Regions from separate parts of the Rattus norvegicus genome. Here region 1 is linked to region 2. Evidence: chromatin contacts called from public Hi-C data. All regions are on one chromosome and are shown on one strand. The core of a region is the stretch at or near the end of the contact, and the rest is flanking DNA. Distances in the headings are between cores, read along the strand shown.

Region 1 (3,392 bases), core at 34-2,533, 43 kb before region 2:
GAGATGGTTCAGTAGTGCAGGCCCTTGTCAGCAGTCCTGACAACATAAATGGGGTCCCTGGGACCCACGTGGTAGAAATAGAGAAGCCACTCCTGAAAGTTGTCCTTTGACTGCCACACAAGTGCAACAGCACTGTCTCCTGATAAATAACAATTTGAAAATTTTTATGGGTGGAGAGATGGCTCAATGGTTAGGAGCACTGGCTGCTCTTCCAGAGGTCCTGAGTTCAAACCCTAGCAACCACATGGTGGCTCACAACCATCTGTAATGGGATCCGATGCCCTCTTCTGGTTGCATCTGAAGACAGCTACAGTGCACTCATATATAACAAATATGTTTTTAAAGAAAAATGTTATAAGAACTTTCTGTTTGTGAGTAGTTTTCTGACTTTATATTAACACTTAGGAATAAAATGTATATTACAGAAACATAACTTTGGAATTTTGGGTGTGCTTGTGGGTACATGGGCCTCAGGCGGCCTCAAGTGGTCCATCTTTTGTTTGTTATTTTTGTTGTTAAACTAGAGTAGCCTGGTCTAGTTGGCCAGTGAGTCCCAAAGATCATCCTGTCTCCATCTCCCCGAGCTGGGATCACAGACACATACCACCTGCCCTGCATGTTTATCAAACTCAGGCATAGCTGTACGGCTATTTTCCCCAGCTCCTTAACTTTACATTTTAATGGACTCAATACAGAAAGAGAGAGGGAAGGAGGGAGGGTGGAAAGCCAGAGTCAGAGTCGGAGGGGGCTCGAAACCAGGGCTTGCTTCTTAATTCTGAGCTGTATCCTAGAAAATGTGAGCAATTTTTCTCATCACTGAGGTTTTACTTAGCACAGATGTTTCCGTGAACCGAAGGATCTGTATTTGTGGCTGGTTTGGCTCCGTTTTACTGTTTGGTTTGGTTTTGGTTTTTGTTAAGGATTGGGCCCACAGCTTCATACATACAAGGCAAGGGCTGAGAAACAGTATGTCAGCCTTGATGTTTTTCTAAACTTTCCTTATTTTAAGCTTAAGAGTATAATTCAAGCGTTGATTGGAAGATTCTGAAATATGTTTTTATTTGAGAATTTCGTGCATGTATACAATGTATTTGGTCATCCACCCAACATTCTTCATTTCAGCTCTAGACCCTCCCCCTCCTCGAAGCAGACAGTTGTTTTGTCTTCATAACTCACAGCCAATCAGAGCTGCCCATGTGCGCACGCTGCGGAGCCTTCCACAGGAGCACAGAGCAACCTACCCGTAGTCTCCTTAAGAAAGATGACACGCCCGCCCCGCCCCCACTTCCCTCAGCTGCCAGTAACTCCTCCCCTAGGAGTGAGTCCTTTAGTCCGTCCCCAACCCCCTACCTCCCCACCCGCGCCTTCAATTCATTTTGGAATTTGGCTTCATTTTGTGCAACTCGTACAGGCAGGCAACCACAGCAGCCGGGCGCATGGGTACAATAGCCCGGTCACGTTCAAAAGACAGCGTTTCGCAGCTCTCCTCCCCATCCCCTGGCTTTACGTCCTCTTCTAAGGTGTTTGCTCATCCTCGGGATAGATGTCAAATTCGTATGGCTGAGCACACCTATTGTTTATTCTTAGCATGATGGATTTGGAGTTCACATTAACTGCTGCCCAGTAGGAAAAAGAAGCTTCTCAGCCAAGATGGAGAGTAGAGAGCAGATACATTTACGGAGAGAGTTGCTGGCACGGCTGCGCTGAGCAGAAAGGTGGAAGATCCCTCGGCTCTCAGCAGGTTCCGTGTTGCACTGTGTAGGGAGGGGAGAGTGAGAACTTTTTTCTCAGCAGCAGCAGCAGCAGCAGCAGCAGCAGCAGCAGCAGCAGGGTTCCCGGGGTTCTGGTGTGTGTGTATGCGGAGGGAGGGGCGGGTGTGTAAATCGGAACTCCACTGTGGCGGTGCAAGCCGAGTGGAGGCACCATAGTTCTACAGGAGTTGGAAAAGTGCAATTTTAAGGAAATTTCTGTTTGATATTATGAACAACTGTATTTCAGAAAAAGTTGGCTTAGAATTAAAAAAAAAAAAAAGCATACGCATGTGCTTATGTAGATTTCCTGGGTTAAAATGGTCTCTCCCTAGCTCGCAGTGTGGTTTGCGCTTGTGGGAGATCGGAAGTGGGGCTGACAATTTTGGTCTTGGTTGGCTGAGTGATGATGCTATGCTTCACCACCAGGGGTCAGTCTCTTGCCTAAGGATGGTCAGAGATATCCTGCAGAAGCAGTCTTACCAGCAAGCACCCAGTGACCAAGAAGTTCAAGATTTTATTGGGGTTCATCTGTGTCTCGATTTTTTCTTTTTTCTTTTTTTCGGAGCTGGGGACCGAACCCAGGGCCTTGCGCTTGCTAGGCAAGCGCTCTACCACTGAGGTAAATCCCCAACCCCTGTGTCTCGATTTTAATCAAGTCAACATATTATTCAAATTGTTCTTCAGAGTGAAAGCTGCGTTATTTGGGAGTTTGGCTTAAGTAGGATTCTTTCCCTCTGTAGGTACTGTAACTTCTATGTTTATGGACTGCGACTGAGAACCTCCTTTGTGTCAGGCAGTGAGGAAATATATGTGAGGGTTTAATTAGGCCACATTTCTCCTGTGAAGAATACTTCTAGTTGATAGTGAGACTAAAAGCAGAGGCAGCCATGACAGGTACCTCTAATCCCGGTCTGCATTAAAGGAGAGCCTGTCTCAAATAAATAGAAATAAATACAAGTAAAATTAAAGCTGACATGGTTATTAATATGCACAGGAATTTAGTTATTTCTGTATCAAATGTTACAGGACATTAAAGCGGTGTCCTTTATTGATTTAATCTATAATTAAGACATTTAGATTGTCCCTTGCAAACATGATTTTAACTAGGGCCATAGGTTGCATGAGGCTCTAGTTTGAATCCCTGGGACTGATAGGTGTAAAAAAAAAAACCCCAAAACAACCAAACAGCCTAAGAGGAACAATGAGGTTTGAGCTGGAGAGATGATCAAGAGCACTCATTGCTCTTACAGAGGACCTGGGTTCAGTTCCCGGCACCCTCATGGTGGCTCATGGCCGTTCACAGCCCCATTTCCAGGAGAACTGATACCCTCGTCTCACCTACACGCCTGGCATTCATGGGGTGGACATACATAAAGCAGTCATATACGTAAAAATAAAAGTAAAAACTTAAAGAAAAAAAATCCCACAGGATTTCAGAAGCGTCAACTGGGGTTTTAAAGTTTCATTTAATCATGATGGCATGTTGGCATGGGTGTGGGCGTGAGCATGGGTGTGGGCATGAGCATTCCATGGTACACGTGCAGCAGCCAGAGGACAACCTGCAGGAGATGGTTCCCTGCTTCACTGAGCGTTTAGGGCTAGAACTCTAACCACCAGGCTTGCTTGCCTGGTGACTTGCTG
Region 2 (3,086 bases), core at 37-2,536:
TCGAGCTATCCTGGGTACGTTGGCTAGGAAGTCCCCTCATCCACCCCCGCCGGCGGTTCGAGGTGGCAGCCGAAAGTGGTTATCTTCCCCCACCTCTTACCGTCTCTGGAAAAAAAAAAAGAAAAAGAAAAAAGAAAAAAAAAAAAAAAAAAGGAAAAGCCCGAAAACCCCAACCAAAGTGCTTAGTGAATTAGAACCGGTCACTTTATGGAGGACGAGAGCAGCTGGGGCAGCAAGGTCTGCCCCGGCGGTGCTGAAACCTCCGCCTCCCGGGCGATGGCGGCCCGGGAGGCGACCGGGTGAGGCCACCCCAGCGCGGCCAGGCGGGGCTGATCGCCAGCAGCTGGCAGGGCGGCCGCGGCGGGAGGCCCCACGGGGGCGAGAGGCCCCGCGACGTCTGCGCGCCGGCGGGGGGGGGGAGAGCTGGGGGAGGGAGCGCGGGGGGAGCACGGGGGCAGGTGGCAGCGCTGAACGGGGAGGGTGGCAGCGCGGGGGCGTCTGCGCGGCGGGCTCAGCCCGGGGGTCGCGGCGGGGAGCCACCCGCAGGCTACCTCCGGGGCGGGGCCAGGCGGCCAGCTGCGGCCGCGGGGGTGGGGGGCTGTTGGCCGAGTCTGACCTCGGGCGCGGCCAGCTGCCGGGGTCGCGCACAGTGCAGCCCGCCGCGCCCTACCCCCTCTCCGCCTTCTCACCCCCGCCTTGCCGCGCGGCGGCCCAGCGGCCAGGGCGCCCCCAGGTCTGGCCCGTCACCACACGGCGGCGGGCGTGGCGGGGGCGGCCCCAGACAGCCGGCTGGGCGACTCGAGGAAGGAAGGAGGGCGGCGGGGGTGGGGCCGAGGGAACATCCTGTCTGCGCCGGGCACCGCAGACAGTGCCGTGCGCCAGCCGCCCAGACGGCGCGCCGGGCCAGCCAGCAGCGCGGGGCACGCGCGGGAGGGGGCGGGGGAGCGGGAGACCGGCGCACGCGCGTGCGCGGCGGAGGCACCAGGCGCGCGCCCCGGCCAGGGCCGGAGAGGCGCGCGCAGCCTGAAGCGCGCAGACCGCGAGGAGCCACAATAGGGCAGACGGCGCGCGCGCTCGAGGGACTGGCTGGCGCGGGGCCGCGCGGCGCCGCTGGCTTAGTTCCCTCCCCTCCCCCGCCCGCCGCCCTCGCTGTCCCCCGGGCGGCCGGAGACGGCGGCGGCGTCTGCGGGAAGCCGTGTCTCCGCAGTGACGTGGGCGGGCCGCGGGCCGGGTGACGTCAGAGGCTGTGTGTAGCGATGTGTGTGGGGTTCGGAGCGGCGCCGGCACAGCGAAGGCGGCGGGCGAGCGACGGCGACGGCGACGGCGGGCACAGGTGCGGCCGCAGGTCGCGAGGGGACGTGAGGGGCGTGCGGCCTCTGGGGGCGCTGAGGCGGCGGCGGGGGGGTTATGGGGAGGCCACAGAGCCCGTGGGGCTGTCCGGGCGCCGAGGGCCTGAGTGGGGCGTCCGGGATGCGTGGGGTCCCGGGCGGGGTCGAGGGCACAGGGCGCGCGGCGGGGGTCCCACGGGTGTACAGGCCTCGCAGATTCTAGGACGGGTCGGCTGGGAGGGGATGGCGGTGCACTTGACCCGAGCCGCCGGGACCCGGGAGACCTGGACACCGGTCATCGCCGCCATCCCCCGGCCGTCTGCGCTCGGCGGGGATGCCTCGGGCTGGCCCCATCTCTGAGCGTCCAGCGACGCAGGCTTCCGGGCTTGGCGCCCAACCTGCCTGCGCCCCTCTGGGTGTTACGGCTCAGGGTGGGTCAGTGGTGGGGAGGCGCAGCCCTGGGGCGCAGAGGTAACCCCAGAGAACTTCCCGCGGACCGAGTGCGTGGGGGATTTCCACCGGCGGCCCCCGCAGTGGGGCGATGTGGGGAGGGCACTTAGGGTGATCCCGGTCACAGAGGTGGGGGTTGGGAGGACTCCTACTTCCTCTGCCCCCTCTCACCTCACCAGACGTCGGGAGTCCTCTGCTTCCCGGTCCTTCGGGTTGATGATGAGTGGGTGTCTCTGCGTGTGCGCAGGGCTGCGGGGGCGCCCCTGGTCTAGGTCATGCCTCCTGCCCTTTTCCTTGGCTCGCCTTGGCTGAGGTGTCCCTGTAGTGGCGAAAGTCACAGTACGGTGGCTAGGTGGCTTTCGTCCGTAATTCTCTGGGTTTGTGTTAACATAAATTGCTGGGAGTTTAGAAGCAAAGGTTTTTATTTATCGGCTTTTATTGGGTTTTCTCCAGGGAGGGAAGTGGATGAATACTCTTTTTCGCCACTCTGCCTCCATTTGCATTCTTTGTGAGGTCTGTCTGCCTTGTGCTTTTTGTCCCGGATTAGTCTTGCTAAAGGATGGAGATTTCCAGGCATGGAGTCTTACAGCTTTTGGCTTCCATTAAGCAAATTCGCTAACCTTTTAAAGGGAAAGTTTTTCTTCTTCTTCAATTTAAAAAGATAGTATATATTGACTAGATGAATTAATCTGCTTGAGACTTAATTACATATGGTAGGTATATTAACATGTATCTTTTGCGGGGTGGGGGGAGAGCAGAAACTACAGGGTTCTTTTTTCTGAAGAGAAAGGATTACTTTTTAAAATTTAAATGGCATGCATAGTTGAGAAAGCCTCTGCTACTGCGTTTTGGTTATCCGTATTCTAAATTTGTGTACTCTTCCTTGTTTGGAGAGATATTATTTAATGCTCCTGTTACCCACGGTCTGGACTGCTTCCTATTTAGATGAAGTTTCTTTTAGATAACTGGTGTTAGGTTGGAAGAAACCACCCAAGTGTTACCTTTGGCAAAGTGAACTGAGTTTAAGATTAAGAAACTGGTTTTAAACAGACCCTTTGGCCTCTGGAGCTAATTCAAATGTAACTCTCCCCACCCCTTTCTCTTCCAGATCAATTAAAAGAAGAATGAACTGTAATCCCTGAAGATAAACTGGGCAGCTTTTTTACTTAGTGTATGTATATTGCTAATTATAAAAGTTCAGGTGGAGCCAGGCTCCTGCTGTGTGGAGATTTAGACAAGTCTTCAGTTTGTCAGCACAGAGCCACAGACCACCATTTTCAGTGAGGATACCTGCCTCTTCTTTTTTGG

Evidence for each region. A called contact is a pair of places that touch in the nucleus more often than the background predicts.
Region 1: a contact with region 2 is called in a Hi-C map of Schwann cells, with 1.8 times the contacts expected there. The contact joins the enhancer-like site here to the promoter of Skil in region 2. A contact is called at or near these places in 4 of 12 Hi-C or Micro-C datasets (Schwann cells, liver and mammary epithelial cells) and 1 of 1 datasets of contacts at active chromatin or transcription factors (oligodendrocytes).

Annotation. Positions count from the first base shown.
Region 1 is chr2:114,244,347-114,247,738 of GRCr8, reverse strand. No RefSeq gene overlaps it. Among named protein-coding and RNA genes, the nearest start is that of Skil, 42 kb to the right of the region's middle. Within about 2 kb of position 1,283, at least 20 of the 93 cell types and tissues checked have an H3K27ac peak or open chromatin away from gene starts, as enhancers often do. A contact at or near this core is called in Schwann cells and liver, where this site is marked.
Region 2 is chr2:114,201,772-114,204,857 of GRCr8, reverse strand. Skil (SKI-like proto-oncogene) reads left to right here and starts at 1,286. Exons shown (of 7, transcript NM_001398590.1): 1 at 1,286-1,333; 2 at 2,887-3,086.